Regions from separate parts of the Mus musculus genome. Here regions 1, 2, 3, 5, 6 and 7 are each linked to region 4. Evidence: chromatin contacts called from public Hi-C and HiChIP or PLAC-seq data. All regions are on one chromosome and are shown on one strand. The core of a region is the stretch at or near the end of the contact, and the rest is flanking DNA. Distances in the headings are between cores, read along the strand shown.

The links. Hi-C and Micro-C count contacts between places; a contact is called where the count stands out from the background. HiChIP or PLAC-seq counts read pairs in DNA pulled down with a chosen protein or histone mark.
Region 1: a Hi-C map of the C2C12 cell line shows a contact between it and region 4, with 8 times the contacts expected there. The contact joins the enhancer-like site here to the promoter of Runx1 in region 4. A contact is called at or near these places in 6 of 39 promoter capture datasets (the 3T3-L1 cell line, the C10 cell line, embryonic stem cells and 2 more), 2 of 15 datasets of contacts at CTCF or cohesin (large pre-B cells and pro-B cells), 12 of 484 Hi-C or Micro-C datasets (the C10 cell line, the C2C12 cell line, adipose-derived mesenchymal stem cells and 5 more), 4 of 115 datasets of contacts at active chromatin or transcription factors (the SCID.adh cell line, Th17 cells, microglia and 1 more) and 2 of 9 other capture datasets (embryonic stem cells and macrophages).
Region 2: a contact with region 4 is called in a Hi-C map of the HPC-7 cell line, with 4 times the contacts expected there. The contact joins the enhancer-like site here to the promoter of Runx1 in region 4. A contact is called at or near these places in 3 of 39 promoter capture datasets (the HPC-7 cell line, cranial neural crest and pre-B cells), 3 of 484 Hi-C or Micro-C datasets (the G1E-ER4 cell line and the HPC-7 cell line), 2 of 115 datasets of contacts at active chromatin or transcription factors (acute myeloid leukemia and large pre-B cells) and 2 of 9 other capture datasets (adipose tissue and liver).
Region 3: a Hi-C map of the C2C12 cell line shows a contact between it and region 4, with 4 times the contacts expected there. The contact joins the enhancer-like site here to the promoter of Runx1 in region 4. A contact is called at or near these places in 3 of 39 promoter capture datasets (the C10 cell line, cranial neural crest and embryonic stem cells), 3 of 484 Hi-C or Micro-C datasets (the C2C12 cell line, bone marrow-derived macrophages and natural killer cells), 1 of 115 datasets of contacts at active chromatin or transcription factors (large pre-B cells) and 1 of 9 other capture datasets (liver).
Region 5: a contact with region 4 is called in a Hi-C map of the 63-12 cell line, with 4 times the contacts expected there. The contact joins the enhancer-like site here to the promoter of Runx1 in region 4. A contact is called at or near these places in 6 of 39 promoter capture datasets (the 3T3-L1 cell line, the C10 cell line, the HPC-7 cell line and 3 more), 2 of 15 datasets of contacts at CTCF or cohesin (large pre-B cells and pro-B cells), 12 of 484 Hi-C or Micro-C datasets (the 63-12 cell line, the Ba/F3 cell line, the C10 cell line and 6 more), 9 of 115 datasets of contacts at active chromatin or transcription factors (the 230-238 cell line, Th17 cells, acute myeloid leukemia and 5 more) and 2 of 9 other capture datasets (adipose tissue and macrophages).
Region 6: a contact with region 4 is called in an HNF4G HiChIP or PLAC-seq map of pancreatic cancer cells. The contact joins the promoter of Clic6 here to the promoter of Runx1 in region 4. A contact is called at or near these places in 1 of 115 datasets of contacts at active chromatin or transcription factors (pancreatic cancer cells) and 2 of 9 other capture datasets (embryonic stem cells and pancreatic islet).
Region 7: a contact with region 4 is called in a Hi-C map of the Ba/F3 cell line, with 4 times the contacts expected there. The contact joins the enhancer-like site here to the promoter of Runx1 in region 4. A contact is called at or near these places in 1 of 39 promoter capture datasets (embryonic stem cells) and 4 of 484 Hi-C or Micro-C datasets (the Ba/F3 cell line, the C2C12 cell line, muscle stem cells and 1 more).

What each region holds. Positions count from the first base shown.
Region 1 is chr16:93,106,234-93,108,933 of GRCm38.p6, forward strand. No RefSeq gene overlaps it. Among named protein-coding and RNA genes, the nearest start is that of Gm30474, 24 kb to the right of the region's middle. Within about 2 kb of position 1,303, at least 38 of the 459 cell types and tissues checked have an H3K27ac peak or open chromatin away from gene starts, as enhancers often do. A contact at or near this core is called in the C2C12 cell line, embryonic fibroblasts, muscle stem cells and 1 more, where this site is marked.
Region 2 is chr16:93,214,210-93,216,909 of GRCm38.p6, forward strand. No RefSeq gene overlaps it. Among named protein-coding and RNA genes, the nearest start is that of Gm30530, 22 kb to the left of the region's middle. Within about 2 kb of position 1,327, at least 28 of the 459 cell types and tissues checked have an H3K27ac peak or open chromatin away from gene starts, as enhancers often do. A contact at or near this core is called in the G1E-ER4 cell line, the HPC-7 cell line and acute myeloid leukemia, where this site is marked.
Region 3 is chr16:93,237,142-93,239,841 of GRCm38.p6, forward strand. No RefSeq gene overlaps it. Among named protein-coding and RNA genes, the nearest start is that of Gm30588, 24 kb to the right of the region's middle. Within about 2 kb of position 1,355, at least 20 of the 459 cell types and tissues checked have an H3K27ac peak or open chromatin away from gene starts, as enhancers often do. A contact at or near this core is called in the C2C12 cell line, where this site is marked.
Region 4 is chr16:92,824,640-92,827,339 of GRCm38.p6, forward strand. It overlaps Runx1 (runt related transcription factor 1), which reads right to left and starts at 1,435. Exons shown (of 8, transcript NM_001111021.2): 1 at 1,295-1,435; 2 at 950-1,065. The coding sequence starts at 1,007.
Region 5 is chr16:93,188,336-93,191,035 of GRCm38.p6, forward strand. Gm30530 (a long non-coding RNA gene) reads right to left here. Exons shown (of 3, transcript XR_385063.1): 2 at 406-589. Among named protein-coding and RNA genes, the nearest start is that of Gm30530, 4.1 kb to the right of the region's middle. Within about 2 kb of position 1,321, at least 25 of the 459 cell types and tissues checked have an H3K27ac peak or open chromatin away from gene starts, as enhancers often do. A contact at or near this core is called in the 63-12 cell line, acute myeloid leukemia and adipose tissue, where this site is marked.
Region 6 is chr16:92,496,734-92,499,433 of GRCm38.p6, forward strand. Clic6 (chloride intracellular channel 6) reads left to right here and starts at 1,414. Exons shown (of 6, transcript NM_172469.3): 1 at 1,414-2,700. The coding sequence starts at 1,721. 2410124H12Rik (RIKEN cDNA 2410124H12 gene) reads left to right here. Exons shown (of 3, transcript NR_165041.1): 3 at 317-637.
Region 7 is chr16:92,518,870-92,521,569 of GRCm38.p6, forward strand. All of the region lies in intron 1 of Clic6 (chloride intracellular channel 6), which reads left to right. Among named protein-coding and RNA genes, the nearest start is that of Clic6, 22 kb to the left of the region's middle. Within about 2 kb of position 1,367, at least 16 of the 459 cell types and tissues checked have an H3K27ac peak or open chromatin away from gene starts, as enhancers often do. A contact at or near this core is called in the Ba/F3 cell line, where this site is marked.

The sequences.
Region 1 (2,700 bases), core at 53-2,552, 280 kb after region 4:
GCTGAGAACCAAACCTGGGTCCTCAGTAAGAGCAGCAAGGGCTCTTAGCTACAGAGCCAGCTCTCTAGCTCAGAGTACTTCTAGAAACACATTATAGATGACACTGTTTACGTCATCTATAACATTTTGACATAAAAGTAGACCATTTTTGATCTTATGAGCAGTTCTGAAATGACTTTCACTCTTGTCAGTTATAATTATTTATTTCCTCAGACCAAGTCCTTAAAAGTGAGATTATTTTAGGTCGAATTATATATTTCAAATCTTAAAAAATTCAGATATCCCATTTTCTCTAGCCTTTGAGAACAGTAAAAAAAAAAATGTGTGGATAAGATCAGTGCCTCAACCTACACATAAGCTATTACATTATTTCCTAATTTTTTTCAGGAGCAAAAGGTCCTTCATTGAAGGTCAACCACCTTTCTCATGAGAAAAATGTTCATTTGTTCTAAAGAGGGTTGTGGTGAGGATGGGGCTTCTCAAATTAGGTCTGCCTTCCTTTCTCTCTCTCTCTCTCTCTCTCTCTCTCTCTCTCTCTCTCTCTCTCTCTCTCTCTCTCTCTCTTTCTTCCCCTAAACAGAAAGAAAAAAATTTTTGATGATGTCAAGGGGTGCTAAGCTGAAAGAGTTCAAAGTGCCAAGGGTATTTAGCGGTCTCCCTGCCCCTGCATTCCCAAGCCATGCAATACAAGGAATAGTCTGAGAGCTGGCCGTGCACTTAATCCCACAGGAGCGGCCTTGGCAAGCTCCTCGGGATCGTTCTTGTAATCCTCAGAAGCTCACGGATTCCAGGAAGCCTCCATGCCTTTTGCAACCCAGGCTTGCCTCCCATGAATCTTCCTGACTCAGAGTTTGCAGCATTTGCTAATTTTCATAGAGCGTCACACAAATCCTCTACCACTGTCTACCCCTCAATCATAAAAGTGCCACTCGGATTTACAGCCCCCCCAAAGTCAACAGAGCCTCCCCTTGCAGGCACAGGGGAGAAGGATCTGGAACCACTTGATGGAGTGCACCTCATAACAGCAGGATAACAGCGTGCCACGTTGGTTGCCACAGCTCATCTGGGTTGAGGCTGCCTGGTCAGTGCTTGGATATCTTTGAAACAGAATCACATTCTTCAGGAGGTGGCGACTGTAACACAATAAACAGCAGCTGTTCCCAGGGCTTGGAAATAATACCTCAACATTCGCATAGTGTTTGGTGCCAAGAGTTAGGTCCCGTTATGGTTAAGGCCAACATAGAACTTCTAGGCAAATAAATACATGAGTAACAATGTCCTGTTAGGACTGGAGGGATGACTCGGAGCTTTAGAGCAACTGTTGTTCTTTCAAAGGATGTGAGTCGCCTCCCAATACTTGCATTGGTCGGTTTATAACTGCCCATAACTCCACTGGCATCTGACGCCCTCTTCTGGCCACAAGGGCACCTGCACACACATGCAGCACACACAGACACATAAATTAAAAGTAAATATAAAGGACTGGAGACATGACTCAATGGTTTAAAGCATTAGCAGTTCTTCCAGAGAACTCCAGTTCAATTCCCAGCACCCACCATCTAGAACTTCGTTTTCATTTCAGGGGAGCTGAGCCCCCTCTTCTGGTCTCCCCAGACAATGTACACACATGGTGCATACACACACATTCACACAAAATATTGAAATTAAATGTACATTGCTCCCATCAATTTCTTTACAGTCTTAATTTGTACATATTACCCAGGAATCTCACACACATGGAATTTTCCATTCTTTCCAATCTTTCTAACGAGCACTCCATCTCAGCATAGTCCTAAAAGCTTTCTAAAGACCCTTTTAAAGTAAAAGGCCAGAGCCTGTCTTGTTTATAAGACACCAGGATTCCAAGCTTCCAGAAAGCCCATATAAGTAACCCCAGAAATAGGTAGTGCATTTAATAGAAATCTGAGCTCATCAATTTTACATGATCCTCACACACTGAGTGTGGAATGCTGATGAGGATTTGATGTTGACAGGAGATTCATTTGCAAACACAAGTGGCTGGAGAGATGATTAAATCGGTGAATAGTTTGTCAATATCTATTTCATGTTAGCTCTCACTATCAAGACCAGTAGCTGTGGCTTTGATGACAATAATAAATAATAATTAGGATATGGCGCTGTTCTGGTTGCAAGCATACAACACTTTTTGTTATGGACCTAAAAAGATGTATATTAAGTTATATGTGTACTCCCAACCCTGACAGGCCAGCCTTAACGAACGTTTGAGGGAGTCATGAAATCCATATTGTCTTATGGTCCTTGGTGTGCAGAGATGGCTTCTGTCTTCTAGGATAAAGAGTACAGAAAGCTCGTGTTGTGCACACCTAGGTGACAGGGACAAGATGGGGTAGCTTTAGATCAAATACAACTGCTGGATGTCTGGCTTATTCCTCAATGAGGACTGGCACCAAGCCTGGGAGACAGTGCAGGAAGTCAAGTGTCCGCCTTGACAGCGTGAGGACCCAAGTTCAAGGACCCACGCTTAAAAAGGTGTGTGTGGTGGTGCATGCTTGTAATGCCAGCTCTGGGGAGGCGGTGACAGTTGGGTCCCTGGGGTTTGATGACCAGTTAGGGTGAGATTCTATCTCACAAAACGAGGTGGATGTACCTGAGAAGTGACCACAACCTTCTTGTTGACAAGCGAGGAGGTGAATTGAAGTGAAAGCATCCGAGGGGGCA
Region 2 (2,700 bases), core at 77-2,576, 390 kb after region 4:
CTCTGTATGTAGCCTAGGATAGCTCTGTATGTAGCCTAAGGAAAACAGTAAGCTTAAGTATTATGATACTTTTTGTGTGTGACTTTTTTTTTTGTAACTTGAGGTTCTCAGTGTGAACTTTGTAGATGACAAAATCGCACTGTAGCAATATCAAAACCTTGGGCCTGCCTGCAGGGATTCTGATACATTGATGAGACCTCAAACCAGCAGTCCCTTCCCCCTGCATCAAGGAGAACATGAACCATTAGCCTGGCTCTGTGGACCCATGACCCTTTGCTGACCTCTGTATGTCTCCAGGCTGTCCTTGAACTAGCCTAGCTCAGGCTTCTCCATGACTTTGTTGTTCCCTTGGGCAAAGTAGCTCCAAGCTCTCTCATTACGTTATCTGTGCATCCCCTCCACCCCCAACGTGGAACTATGTGCTTTTTCCAGGTTTTTTGGATTGGTGCAAACTTGGGAAACAAATTCATTCCCTAGATAATCTACACGCAACCTCAAAGGAAATTTCAAAACCTGTCTGTCCCCACTTCCTTCTCATCGCAGGGCAAGCACATCACTAGCATAGATCACATAGTTACACACTGGCCTTGCCTTCCACATGTAAGCAACCTCGGTGCTCCCAGTATTACCTCAGTATAGCCAAAAATGCAGAGAGGAAAAAAAATCAACAAAACAAAAGGAATGAATTCCCCAGGTAAAATAGAGCTCACGAGCCACGTGAAACCATATCCCTAATCCCTCATGACCAGGGATTTTAATAAGACACATCCAACTACCAACGAGTTCAAATCCTCCAAGAGAGCAAAAGATGCTGAGCTCTGCCCAAGGCAACATCCAGTAGCCCTATTCCAGGCCACGGGGATTCGGCCACCGTGGGGCTGTAAGGCCAACCTCGTGTCCTTGTAGGAAACCCCAGAAAGCAAGACTCTGTGGATTGGTGGCACAGTGCTCTGAAGGTCAGGAAGGCCATGGGCCTCACCGTCCTGAACATTCTCCATTGGGTCTGTGAGTCAGAGGAGAGTCCCAGTAGGAGGAGCACTGAGAATGTCCACAGGTCCCATGGCCATGAAGAAGCCGCCAAGGGAGCTTGCTTTGTGTTACACGGTCAGGTAGAGTCCACCTCCTTTTCCAGAGCAATCTAAGCGTAGGCTCTGTGTTCCACAGGGCATACAGCTCCATGAGCCTCTCTCTCCCCATCTCTCGTGAGATGCCTGAAGAGCAGACAACAGCAAATTTTGGAGCTTCACTGGTGACAGAGAGAGAGGCTGTGGGCAGGCTAGGCCTCAGCACACAATACACAAGTCAGTCTTCAGTGCTCCCCAACCTTCCTAACGCTGAGACACTTAATAGACTTCCTCATGCTGTGGTGACCCCAACCGTAAAATTGTGTGTGTTGCTACTTCATAACTGTAATTTTGCTATTGTTCTATATTGAAATGTAGATACCTGTGTTTTTGTATGGTCTTAGGTGATCCTGTGATAAGGTCCTTTGAAACCGTCCCCCGAAAGGCATCATGACCCACAGGTTGAGAACCACTGGCTTAGGAGCATATCTTCTTTCAGGAACATTTAAACTTCTTGAAGCTTTCACCCTTACCCCCAACAAAACATTTTGTTAACAGTCAGCTTCCTCTTTCTGACTCACGATAGAAATCTTAAGGCACGCACACAGGCAAATTTGAAGAAGCTGAAAGTCTACACTCCCATTGTCTGAAAGAAGGAGCAATAAAGACTGTCTTCTATGTCCTTCCTGACTCTACAAAAACCCTGTTTACAATAAGCTTGTATTATTTATACAGCCTTCAAGGGGAAGCTCTCTGTGTTAATGTTTTTATGGTAGTTTTTCTCATCACTGGAGAATTTGGGCTTTTGTTTTAAACAATGTTTGTAGGCTATATATAGTGCATCTGGTATTAAAAGCGATGTACCTTGCTCACGTCTTAGCCAATAATCTCTTTCTTGTTTTATGATGAGAAAACCAGAGTCTATAATCACCCAAGTCATTCGTGAGCAAAGCGAGGGGCCAGCTCCCAGGACTGGGCTTCACCACTGAGCTATAGCAGCCCACTAGACAGCTGGAGCATCTAGGGTGTGACAAAAACACAATGGCCTTCATGTATCACAGACACAAAGCCTCAGGTACCCCAGGCTAGCCTAAAACTCCTTATATAGCTGGAGGCTCACCTTGCACCTCTGAATCCCCTGCCTGCACCCTGAGTGCTGTGATTACAGGCTTTGCACCACCACATCTGGTTTATCCAGTGCTGGAGAGGGAACCCAGGTCTTTCTGTATGGGCTTAAGCACTCTCCCACTGAGATATGTTGCTAGCCCAAGAAGACTTCTGAATAAACAGAAATTATATGAACTACCAGTGGGAGGAAATGCTCCTGATTTGGAGAGTGGTAGTGATAGACAATTAAAATTATTTAAAGAAAACCATGGTAAAAATATATTTCTCAGACGGGCAGTTGGTGATACACGCCTTTAATCCCAGCACTTGGGAGGCAGAGGCAGGTAGATTTCTGAGTTCAATGTCAGCCTGGTCTACAGAGTGAGTTCCAGGACAGCCAGGGCTATACAGAGAAACCCTGTCTTGAAAAACCACTATACACACACACACACACACACACACACACACACACACGCACGCACACACACACATACACGCACACACACATGCACACACACATAATTTCTCA
Region 3 (2,700 bases), core at 105-2,604, 410 kb after region 4:
AAGAAAGAAAGTTCTATCAATGAAGGGATTCCCTTCCATCTCCTTGCCTTCAATCCTTCCCACACAGCCACTTTCCCACACTCTATCAGAGTCTCTCCTGTCTCAGGATCCCTAGTAAAAGCCCATACACTGTGTAGCCTTTGGAAGATGGCATCTTTCTTCCAATAGAACACTTCTGAGATGTAACCTTACCATTGCAAAAACTGGCCCCCATCCTTTTGTTGCTGAGCAACACTTCAATAAAAAAAAAAAAAAGATATGCCTAGTGCTTTGTCCAATCACATATTGTTAGAAACTGGGATTCTCTAGCTTGTGAGAACTAGGAAAAATGTGTATCCTTAGAAAGGGAGAATTAATGAAGGAATTCTTAAGGTATTTTGAAAAATTAAAGGATTTTTTTACTTGATTCACTTATTTTATTTTGTATCTGTATGCTCAAATCTGCTTTCTTAACATAATGAAATTTATCTCTTGTCTTGTATCATATATACCTGTGTAATATGCAATTATTTTGAGATAATAATACTGATACTATCATCATAAATAAAGCTGTAGGGTCTAGAGGCATGGATCAGTGGCTAGAATACATTGTATTTTAAAGCACTTAATTAGCATTTTGGCCAGGTATGATTTTAATTTGGAGCTAAGTCCTCTTCTTCTATAACATCTCTGTTCATACTTATATCTGCCCTCTACTCCCCTGAGCATAGGTCTTGTCCAATGGAAGCGATTCCCCTTCTTCCACAGGACCTGCCTGTATACCACGCTCAGTGGCACTGAGTGAATTACGGCCATAAGATTCATGTTGCCTCCTCTCCATGGTAGAACCAAGCTGGAGCCTGTGATCCCCAAGTGACAGTGTGCTTTCACCGAAGCAAATTAGTAGGTGACCACATAACCCTACACAGTCAGAAGCACCCTTGAATTCCCCTGGTACCCGGAGTCTCCACATTATCCCTACAAGATGCTGCTGTGACGAGATCAAATATGACAGACACAAACCGTGAGAAGACAAACTACTGTCACCCCCAACCATTCAAAACTGAGACTTTGACTTCCTGGACCCTGGGCGGGCAAGCTCTGGGCTTTTGGGCTCACTATGCTCCCAAGGACTTCTCTCTGTCTTTGCAATCACAGACTGCCGTTGGGGGAGGGATGAGAACAAGCCATTTAGGGTTTAGCAACAACTTCACACCATCGAGAGTGGAAAGAGTGTGGTGCAAAATCTGCTGTGAAGTAAAAGTCTCTGTCTCCTGTGGTGACTTTCTGGGAAACTCTGTCCACATGGCACAGGCCTGCTCAGCAGGGGAATGAGTCTTGGAAACCCCAGGAGCAGTCCAGGCCCTAACAGGAATTGGCCGGTCTGGCCAGACCTCCAAGGACTTGCCCACAATCCCTGAGTCAGGCCAGCATTTCTGTTTTTGCTCCACCCTCAATGTCAGCTGAAGAGCTTTTGGGTTCTGAAGCCAAAACCCTCACCTTTCCCACAGACGAGGCTTGCAATATGTTCATGCAATTGCACCGGGCATGTAGGGAACCCTGACAGCAGCCCACAGCCAGTGGTCAGTTTAAAATGTCAACAAGAAAGGCAAAAATGTTCACCCTAAGCATAGCAAAAGCCACTGGGGTTCTCAGAGGGCAAGCTGAACCCCTTCTAAGAAACCCACAGAGACATCCACTGAGCAATATGGGGTGCTGGCTTCTCTCACAAAGGTCACACAAACTCAGCAGCTTCGGGATCCAGCCTCACCTCAGGGGATCATCCCTGCAGAGGAGGGAGTAGAGGCCATATTTACACTGGATCACCAGTGCGGTTGTAAAAACTCAGCATCAGACAGTGGGTTGGCAGCAAATGGCTTTTCCCCCCATTAGCAGTTTGTGGACTGGGGCAGATCTCCAAATACTTTGTGGCTGTGCCACTGAGCAAGGACTGGGTTGTACCTTGGTTGCTTAACACCAACACTGACATGCCCCCGTTGTCTTCTTATGGAAGGGAAAGCATGACGTTACTTTGGGGTAGATGAGCTGGCTTCTTTCTTAGGATGAATTATTTAGCTTTAACAGACTAAACCGAAATTCTGCTGCCCTGAGAGGTGCCTGGGGACTGGTGTGTCTTCCTTTATTAGAGCTTTAACCCAAGCTAGCAGAGCATCTGACACGGTAGCCTTCAACGAACCCCAACAGCAGTTATCAAGTCCATGGGTTTGCCTCAACTAGAGCATTCCAGTAGTGGCTTCTACAGCAGTGAAATGTGACCTCTGTGGTCAGCTTTCCTATTGTTGGAAGATATACAGGATGAGCAGCCAAGGAGCCACTTTGACTCCTGCCTGCCTGGGCCAACAACTGTGCCAACAAACCATGTTGTCATTAACTTGGACCCTTGAGAGTTATGTTTCAGCATTCTGAGGGAAGGATGTCAGACACTTACAGATGGGGACAGGGGCTTCCTGTGATCTGATGCTGCACATGCAGAAAGTCTGTGATCACCCAGGCTCTCATAAAGCTCTGTCTTAGGTAGGGTTTTACTGCTGTGAAGAGACACCATGACCAAAGCAAGTCTTATAAAGGACAACATTTAATTGGGGCTCGCTTGCAAGTTCAGAGGTTCAGTACATGATCACTAAAGCAGGAGAATGGCAGCATCCATGCAGGCGTGGTACAGGAGGAGCTGAGAGTTCTACATCTTCATCTGAAGGCTGC
Region 4 (2,700 bases), core at 185-2,684:
CACAAGCTACACGTCCTGATACACGGCCACGTCTTTGTGAGCTCTTTATGCCACTGTTTTTCTTTACTTAAGCTCAGTCCTCATCCTGAAAGACCCACCAAGCCCACATGGGCACTATGGCTGAACTCCAGCATTGTAAGTTCCATAAGGCCGCTGTAAAAAATGCAGGAAGGTTCAGGGACCTACGTGGTGCCAACCCATAAGTCTGTAATCTAGTAATTTCTGCTGTGACAGTGCGTGGACTTAGGAAATGGCTTCATAGTTCTTTCTGAGAGAGACTGTGTACCACAACTTGCTGGCTTTCTGTCTTGAGCAATGCCGGCTGCCTCTTTCAATTGAGGCTGAAAGAAAAACCACAGCACAACACAGCATCTTCTGATGGCTTTTCCCAGAACGAGTCTGCCCAAATCCTGCCCTCTGTGGACTTGCCACTTTGGCCCTGAAATCTCCGCACTGATCCAAGGTATACCTGTGAGCTGCCTCTCGGAGACCACTCTGCTGGCACCGGCTCTTCCGGCCAGCTAAGTACTGAGCCTGCTAAACCCAGGGGCAAGCCAAACTCAGAACCAGGGCCAGACAGCTTGCTGCCATCAGAGTAAGTGCAAGCGAATCATTCAGAGCAAGGCACAGCCAGATAAAACCCAAAGAGTGTCCTCCGCGCCAGCCTTCTAATCTCTGGGACTTTAACTGAGAGCGGCTCAGAGCACTTGACACAACTTTCACCCAGCGACCAAATATTTCAACAGCCTAAGCATTTATTAAAACATCCCCGCAGCACGGCGTCTGACAAATAATAATCTCGTGGTCTCAGAGTCAACAGCCTCTGTTTGAATTCCTCCCCCCACAAGCAGGCAGGGACTTCAGGCAGGCACCGGAGGGTCCACGGGCTGCCATCTTAGTCTGCGCAAAGCTGAGCAAAATCAGATATAAAAAAGACCAGCGTACTCACCTCTCATGAAGCACTGTGGATATGAAGGAAATGACTCAAAAATGCTGTCTGAAGCCATCGTTTCCTTTCGAAAACGCACCTCTCCTGAAGGCGGGGGATTCTATAATTTCTTTCACCTTCAGAGCAAAAACCAAGAAATGTCACTTACTCTGACCTCACCTCCCACCATGGCTCCCCACGTCTCTTTCTACCCCCAACCCTAACACTTCTGGTACTCCATGGGTCCTATGGGGTGGGGGTGGGGGAAAGAATTATTGCAGAAACAAATATTCAAATTGTTAAAGATTAAAAAAAGGAAAAAAAAAAGACGAAAGCACCGCCTATGCTGTGGGTTGAACTGCTCACCGCTCTGCGAAAGCCTGTGGTTTGCATTCAGTGTGATTCGTCCTGCCTGCTGACCACTGTGCTGGGCTTACACTTCTGACACTGCCAGGCTACCCAACTTGTGGTTCTGTGGTTGTTTATGAGGTCCAAAGAAGTTTTCACACAACCCAAATTACAAATTTAACTGTTCCCCTTTCCACAGCCCACCGCCATTGGCTCTTGCCAATCACGTGACTTAAGTGATGTCAATTTTTTTTTTTTAAACTTTCTGAGCTATGCCCTTCCTGCCCTCCACCTGCCCTCCCCCAGGCTGTGTAAGGAAACAGTTGAGCAGAGCTTAGCAGAGAGGGGCTGTAAGAGAAAAAAAAGCACAACAAACAAGCAAACAGAAATCCCCTGCCTCAGTCTTTTCTTGCTCTCTCTGTCCTGTGCGGATTTGGTGGCTTTCAGATCCTGTTGTTATTTGTGGTTTGAGGAACAACTGATTATTTAGATAAAGATTGCCTTGCTGTTTATTCAACAGCAATTCAACGTTGGCACCAACTTGCTGCTGAGCCCGGATGCGGCTCTCATCACTTAAATGCTGGGCACCAGCTCGGGAGAGCTGGGTTCTTGGTGAAAGCAAGTGAGACAGAAAAGTTAGAAAAGAAGACCAAGAGCCCTTTTCCGTGAGTGGCTGATCCTGGGAGGGCTAGGCTGGCAACCTACTGACATCTCAAAGCTTGGGAACAGTATGACACGTTTTAATTGTGGGATGAAAAGACCACTTTGATCAAAACCCAAATGATGTTGTCCTTGGCTTTCCCCTTGGCGGATAGGCTTAGCATGGACATCTCTTGGTAAGTAGAGGAAACAGTGGCGTTCTCTTCACACTGGCACCAGTTCCCACGCTCGCTTGCATTAGGAAGTTTTGTGGAGAGCAAAGGAGGAGAATTTCCTCACTCAGCAGAGCTGTGGCCTGTGGGCAGCTATCTGTTCATTGTTTGTACCAATAAAGCCTACTGGTAGCCTTTCCGAGCTCCACTCAAAGAAATGGGCCAAGTCACCCTGCTAGGGATAATTACTCTTTGAATCCATGAAGAGTAACTTGTGACTACCCAAGATCCTGCCTCCTCCTGGCCAGCCCCCGGAGGGGGATATTACACAGCCCTTCAGCCTCCAGAAGTCACATGGTCAGGGGACAGACAATAAAGACAAGATGATTCTGTGGGTGTGAGCTCTTCTGTTCACCTCCACCTATTGACCTCTTCGTTCTATCTGTTTTACTTGCTGAGAAGTGAAGCCTTAGTCTTCCTGGGATCCCCAGGCAGGGCCTGGCCTTCCTTTCCTTACTTGGGTCTTCCTTTTCCTCTGTTCAGTTTCCCTCCATTTCGAGGTGATGCCCGATGAGAGGCTGGGCCTTGAGCAGCGTAGCTCCAAGTGCCAGC
Region 5 (2,700 bases), core at 71-2,570, 360 kb after region 4:
ATTGCCCCCAAATCCATCATAAGGACTCCTCACTTAATAAACCAAACTCTAGGGTACATATGTGCCTGTTGCACAGGCCTGAGACTAACTTAAAAGTATGGGAATTAAGACACACACTCACACACACTCACATACACACATACACACTCATACACACACACACACACACACAATCTGTTGTGCAGAGGTCATCAGTGCTCAGAGCTGAAGATAAGCAGCCCATTGGAAGCATCTTCCTTCTCACTGCAGCCATTTTCAAGGAGTCCATGTTGCCCTATGTGCTGACTTCCGTCCCTAGGTTCAACTAGGGTGCCTCTCTAAAGCTCCGCCCTTTCCCATTTGTGCATGCTTTGTTTTGTCAGCAGAACTTGGAGTGTAACCAAGGAAGAGCTCTGGTCTATTGACCTGAGAGGGAGGGGATGAAGATCAGGTGGGCTATCTTCTCAGTCTCAGCTCCTTCCAGCCACAGAATGCCATGCACGCGGAGAGGATGGCTGTGTCCCACGGTGTGTGGTGAGGACCCAGAGCTCTTCCAGACAGCAGAGAGAACGGGTGCCTTCCTCCACACAGAGATGATACAGGGTCACTCCTGTGAACAGAGATCTCTTAGAACATCACAGGCCCCCTTTCCAAGGGCCAGCCTCTTAGATTTAATCTACGAGAACAGAATGTGGCCAGCTGCCTTCAAACGTTAGACCAACAATGGATATGCATTAACTTTGAGTGTGTCCCCCACAAGGCCTGGTGACCCCAGCATAAGGAATGTCGATGACATCGAGTCTCTTTCCTAGGTCAATCATCATGGACGCAACTGCAGTTGGAACCACTGGTCCCAACAGGTGTCACAGTGAGGGCTTTTACAACAGGGAGGCAAAGACAGACTTGTGAAGGCCAAACAGCACAGCTACCACCCCCATAGTGTGCTCTATAATGTGGGCAGGAACCTCTCTCCTTGAACACAGAAGATATCTTCTCACAAATTTAAGTCACACCTTTTCTTCTAATTTTTAAGTTACATATTCTTCCCATTAAAAAAAATAGCCGACATGGACAGGCAGCTGCTCATGAATGCATAACACAAACGTTTCCCTTTTTGTCTTTGATCATTCCACCCTCTGAGAAGATACTCATGGTTGAAATCTCCCACGAAGCCAGTCCTGTCCTTCTTCTTGCTATCAAAAGCAACCACTCTGGCCTTCAAGGAATCACAGATATTTAAGATTTCGCAAGCTCTGTATTTTCAAAGTTTGGAAATTCTAGCTCTGTACAGAAGACTATTTCGAAAGGCTCCAAATAAATGGCCATGAGTCAAATGCTCTGTGAAAGGGATGAAGAAAGCCCATCTAAGCAGGCCTAGCTGCCAGTTTAAGGTGGAGCTGGAGACAGTCAATGCGTGACTCCCATTCTTTTGTTTCTCATTGCATCTCTGTTCTATCCTCATGAACACCATTGATAACCTTGGCTCCTACTCTGGAAGGAGCTTAGTCATTGAGACACACGGCTCTGATATTGACCTGCCTTAGTAGAACAAGGGTAGAAACACATCCAAATGATACTACCATCAAAGAATTGTGTCTAAGTCAGCAAGTGGAGCCAGGGGAGGGCTCACTTGGTAAAGTGTTTACACAGGCCTGAGAACCTGAGTTTGAATCGCCAGCCTGTCTTGGCTTTTGCACAGGGGGCTGTCTCAGGAAGAGACAGATGGATCCAAGAACCTCCCTAGCCAGCTGTCCTAGGCAAACTGTTGAGCTATAAGCTCGTGTGGAGAAAGATTGAGAAAGACACTCAACATTGACTTCTTTCATTCCTAACATGCACTAGGACACACACACACACACACACACACACACACACACACACACACTCACTAAACCACGTACACATGCTAAATTATACACTATACACACAAACACACACACACTTAACCACATACACATACTAAATTATACACTATACACACACACACACACACACACACACACACATACAAATACAAATACACACACACTAACCCATGAAATACAGTACATTGTTTACAGACTATGCAGAGAAACTGCAACCCTTCATCTTATGCAGAGCCTTGTCTGACCCAAATGCAGAGGTTCTCAGATGGCCGGAAGAATGGCTCTGTCCCCTCCAGCAACTGCTCAAAGGTCTATAAAGATGCTGGCAAAACTCCAGAGCTGGCTTGTAGATTACAAATCTCAGTAGACCTTCCATTTAGGACTAGAGAGGAACAAAACAGGGCCTGGGGTGTGTCACATGCTAGAATCCTGACCTGGCATGCATGAGTCTTGAGCTCCATCCGGAGCAGCTCATGATTCAGGCGTCATGGTGCAAACCTATAATCCTAGCCCTTGGGAAGAGCAGGCAGGAGGTTAATTCAAGATCGTCCCCAGCTACGGAAAGAGTTTGAGGCCAGCCTAGGATACACAAGACCCTGTCTTGAAGGAATTTGAAAGTGATTTATTTTCCAGACTTAAAGCAAGGGTTATTTACCTCTCTCTTTGATAATTTTGCTACTTGCCTTCCCATTTCTCTCTCTCTCTCTCTCTCTCTCTCTCTCTCTCTCTCTCTCTCTCTCTCTCTCTCTCTCTCTCTCTCTCTTTCACCAATCTAACAGGAACACCTTTATTTCACATTGTCTTTCTAACTACCCACATGAGCATAAGTGAGAAACTATACTTTCCAGGAAAATGA
Region 6 (2,700 bases), core at 164-2,663, 330 kb before region 4:
GGTGATGTAATCTCAGCAAAGGCAGGGTCAAAGTTCAAGATCATCCTGTGTTATATTGTATGCTCTGGGCCAGCCTGGGCTACATGAGACTTCGCCTCAAACAAAACAAAAACAAAACAAAACAAAACAAAACACCCAACCAATTTAAATTATGTTGAGATATTATCTGTCTATGAAAAAAATTCAAATCTTTTATTGTGAAAGGATGTTGAATGTTATCAAGTGCCTTGTCTGTACCTACTGAGATGAACACATTTTGTTTCAAAAAAAAGATTTATTTATTTTTTAATCATCTGTATATATGTTATTCTTGCAGGGGTTTGTGCATGTGAGTGCAGGTGCCATTTGAAGCCAGAAGAGGGCGTTGGATCCTCAGAACTGGAGGAAGTTGTGAGCTACCTGATGTGGGTGCAGTACACACTCTTAATTCCAGAACCATTTCTCCAGCCTGCATGTGATTTTTAAAGTCATACATTCTGTTGTTTTGACGCATTGCGCCTATAGATTTGCATGTGTTGAGCCACCACTGCAACCTCCAACCTCCAACTTGATAGCCGTGGATGATCTTTTTGATATGCTGTTGTATTCAAACCCTTGGTGTTTTGTTAATAATGTTTGCATCTATACTCATCAGCAATATTGGTCTAGAGTTGGTGTGTCCTTTGATAAGGGGGAAATGCTGGCCTCACAGTTTGGGGTGGGAGGTCCTCTCTCTATCAATTCAGTGGAATAGTTTTGAAAACTTCTCTGAAAGAAGTTTTTGACGGGTGATAGTGGGGGACTCCTGGCCCAGTTAATTCTATAACTTCCTTTTTTCCCATCCCGAATTTTCTTCCCCCACCTTCAACCCCCAACGCCCTAACCACGATATTGAGACCCAAGCACTGGACATGAGTAAGGAAATCTGAGTCCGAGGGATGCACAGATTCTTAGGGTCTTCAGGGGCTGGAGAAGGAGAGGTATCCGTCTGGTTCTCCTCCCCTCCCCCCACCACCTCAACAAGCACGCCAGGCTATTGTCCCTTCCATCTTTAGGTTCCTGGAACTCACAGAAATGGGAGGGCAGCCATTCCTCCCTTTGGGGTTAATACCTTTTCTGTGGAACCTGAGGCAGGGATGGGATGGGTCTATTCCACTCAGCATCAGAGTCGCCTTCATGGTGAAGTGAGGTAAGGTGGGAATCCAATACTGAAGTATGTGACCGTGATTTAAATGGCTCTGAAACTTGAAGCTGTTCCAGAAAACGCTAAAGTGGCCAGTAAAATCAGTCTTTTCATTAAAATCCACAAAAGCCGCAGAAAGGCTGTCATTGGCTAGCTTCCCAGGCCACCCAAAGTGGCTAGGAGGTGGGGAAGACAAACCCCGCCCAAGCCCTAAGAGGGGAGAACTGGCTCTGAGAATTTCTGGTCAACCCTTGAGACCGCAGGGAACCAGCCCATCTCTTCCAAAGACTTCAAGAGGCAAGCTGAGTTCTTTAGCCCCACACCCTGGCCTGCACAGAAGGATTGGGGTCCGGGCGCGAATTTAGGAGAAACAGGAACTCTTGAGGAAGAACCCAAAGACCTTAAGACAGGGAAAAGGGACATAGAGTCTTGGGGCCCTCTAGATTTTGCATCAAGCGAAACCTTCGCTTCTAGAACCGCGAGTGGGGTGTCCTCCCGGAGGGGGCACGTCAGCCCCTGCCCCTCACCCTGAGCAGCGTCGAGGAAGGGTGTTTTACCATGGCTGAGGCCACGGAGCCCAAGGAGGTCGCTCCAGGTTCCCAGGGGCAACCCGAAGGTGCGACAATCGAGGGACCAGGAGAGCCAGGAGCTGCGGACCTGGAGGGGCGGGAAGCGAGCGAGGAAGCTGCAGAGGCACCTAGGGACCTGGGGGCGGGCGTAGAGGCCAGGGCCTCGGGGAAGGAGGAAGGAGGCTGTGGGCAGGACGAGGGAACTGGGGGAGCGCAGGCGCAGGACCCGCGCACCGGCCCTGAGGCCGAGACGCCGGGCGCCAGCGGAGCTCCAGGTGAAGCGGAGGCTGCGGAGCGCGACCCCGAGGGCGCGATCCCGCAGGGAGCGGAGGAGGCGCCAAGCGCCCAGCAGGTGCAGGGGATGAGCTCTGGGTTAGACTCTCAGGGTGAGGCCCCCGAGGTCCCTGGGGACTCTCGCCGGGAGCCCGAGGACCCCACGGCCTCAGAGGCAGGGGAAGAGGCAGAATCTGGTCAGGAAGCGCAGGGAGGCGGCGCGCTAGGGTTGCAGATCAACCCAGAAGTCCAGGGACTTGCAGGGGACAACATGGACACAGAGGCACCCGCAGGAGGGCCACTTGGGTCGGAGAGTGAGCCCCAGGGTGGAGGGGAAAGCAGCCCTCAGCCCCAGGATGAGGCGATTGAGATTGTAACCACAGAGATCGGAGGGAACGAGTCCGGGGAGCTGGCGGGCGCTTCGGCCGCAGACGCCGCGGGGGAAGGGGAGACCCTGGGGAAAGACGGGTCCGAGGAAGCAGCTTCCGAGGATGCGAGAGTAGATGCTCATGAGAATGGGGACCAGGGCAAGCTCCAGGAGGAGACCGGGGAGGAAGAAGCGAGGCCAGAACCCGAGTTGAAGGGACCCTGCGAGGGGGCCATCCAAGAGAAGCCCCCCGACGGCAGCCTTGATGGAGAGGAGGCCAAATCCACCGAACACGAGGAGGAATCCCAGGCAGAGCTCAGCAACCACTT
Region 7 (2,700 bases), core at 117-2,616, 310 kb before region 4:
ATGTTACCTCCCTTAAGAGCCCTTAAGAGATTTCTGATTTACTAAGGAACAAAAGTTGCTATAGAATTGCTGGCTCCCAGCAGCAAAGAACTTCATACACTGGCCACTAAAATCAACCCGAGTATCATGAGGCCCCTGGACCTTTCCCCCTTTGTTAATAAGTAGCTACCGGGCCTTCATCTCCACAGCACTTAGAAACATCACAGAGAGAGATGAGTCTGAAGAACTTGTGAACGAGCGAGCAAGGGGATTCCGAACAAACTGAGGAAGCTGGATTTGAAGGTGCTCAGGGTTCACTCTGCCCAGCACACCGGCGTCCCTGCCATGCTGCTCACCTACCTCTCTCTCTGTCTCTGCTCTCCAAGTTCAGTGAGAGATAATGAACACTCCTGGAATTGGCATCTTCCTAACAAGCTGCCCTGAGTCTTCTTGCTGGTCTCAAGTTAAGTTGTATTTTAATGGCTCACTGTGAGGGCCCAGGTTTGTTGGGGACAGTGTTAGCTTGGAAGACAGCGAGACTATATCCCCTTGGTAGCTTTTGGTAGACTATAGAAGGTTATTGCCTAGGGAGAGCATTTTGTTTTGGTCTTCCTAGACTGCCTGTTTCCCATGTACCTGTGGAATACTCACATGTGCATGTGTGTGAACTGTCCATGTTTCCCATGTTCCTGTGATGTAGTCACATGTGCATGTGTGTGTGCCCCCCGTTTTCCCTGTACCTGTGGAGTGGTCACATGAGCATGTGTGTGGCGTGTGCCCTTGCCCATGTTGGCGTGTGTGGAGGCTAGGGGTGGTCACTAGCTGTCTTCCTCTCCCTCCACTGATGTTTTGAGAAGCATATGTGCTCCCCGAACCTAGAGCTGATTCCACTGCCCAGCCAGCCCCAGGGACGCTCCCATCTCTGCCCCCCAGCAGGTATCCATGCTTGCCCAGCAAAACTTCACTGACCCATTCATCCTCCTGATATAGAATTTACGGCTTAGCACTGAAATCTGGTGCATGAGGACACCCACTGCCATGGTCTGGCGACATCTGGGTACTTTAATGACCTAAAGGGGTTAAAACCTAAGGGCGTTTTCAGTTGGACCCTAAAGCCTGAGGGCCCTTGTGAATCAAGCGCTACACACGGACTATATCTTGTAACCACGAGGGGGCACCAATGCCCTCCTGAAGCTGTCTCTGTGACTAGGTCTCTGAGGGCAAGCTGTGAATCCAGCTAGAAAAATTCATTGCTTCCAGAAGGAAGGATGGGAGAGGTCTCCTATGTTGACATCAAAACAGCTTTGGGAGTTCTGGAGTTCACACAGAAGAGCTATCCTCTCAGCCGCAAACAAAGGAAGCTTTGCCTACCTTGCCTGGGCCCTGTGGCCATTACACAACTTCCTGGAGTAGCTCCATGAAGGAAGTTTCTAGAACTAGGCTCAGCACCCGCTGTGCCACAGGCTGTCCCTCTTTCTGTCTGACTCGAGGATCACCTGCCAAACTGTCTCGGGCAGAGGTCGAGGATTTCCGATGGGAACTTCAGCTGCAGGTTTTTTCTGGTTCTACTGTAATAGATTGCTAGAGTCTAGAAAGCCTAAGCAACTTCGGCTTCTTACTTGATTGTCTTTCTGGTTCAAGCATGATGTTGCCTCACTGGCGTTGAAGCTGCAGGGGACAGTCCACAGTCTTTATTCTCCAGCTGCTCGAAGCCATCTCTTCTCCTGGACCCACGACCTCCCCCTTCAGCGTTAGAGCTAATTTCATCTGTGACCATTCTTCCCTGGTCAAAACTTTCCAGATAGCAGTTAGGGGAAGGTCTCCCTGTGGGAACCCACATGATTAGCTTGGACCAACTTAATCATCCAGGATATCACCTCCATCTCAAAATGTATAGCTTGGATATCATTCACACCGCCCTCTCTGCCTCGTAAGGTGATGTGTGCATTAGGAAGCTGGCCTCTTTAAAGGGTCATTTCCCCCGTCTATTGTATTAGTAAATAGTTTTCAAATGTCTTTTCCCATATTCTTGTCATTATCCATCAGTGGTGGAGAGAGCTGTGGTCAAGGGCAGACCTGCTTGGAAAGCCAGTTGGGGAGTTTTTCCCAAGCTTTTAGCACCCAGCACTCCTCGTGTTTCTATCGAAAACTCGTTATGACCAAAAGGAACACTAGCTTTACTGCCGTCAAAAACACCTTGGCTGGGCACATGGGGCTGTGGTGGCCTGCAGCAGACCTTGTCTCTGCCTGCCCAGCTGGAAGCAGAGGGGGGACAAAGGTCACAGCTCACGCTTTATAGGTCTCCCTTCTTTTTGAGTGTGATGTGAGAGGCCAGCCCCACAGAGTCAGCTCCCTTCATCAGCTGGACACTTTGAACTCGGTATGGGGAGGGTTTGCAGAGAACTCCGTATGGGGAGGGTTTGCAGAGAACTCGGTATGGGGAGGGTTTGCAGAGAACTCTGTATGGGGAGGGTTTGCAGAGAACTCGGTATGGGGAGGGTTTGCAGAATCAGCCCTGTTGCCTTCCTCCTGGCGGGTGAAAGTTTCCCAGTGAGGACAGAGGAGTTACAATGTATCAGAGTCAAAGAAAGCCAAAGGGGCCCCTGGGGCTGTGGGGTGTCTCCTTCCGGCTGCTTCAGCTGAGAGCCTCAACAGAGCTCCATCTTCTTTTCCAACCACAGTGTCCTTTGGTCTTCTTACCTGCTTCTGATACTTATTCTC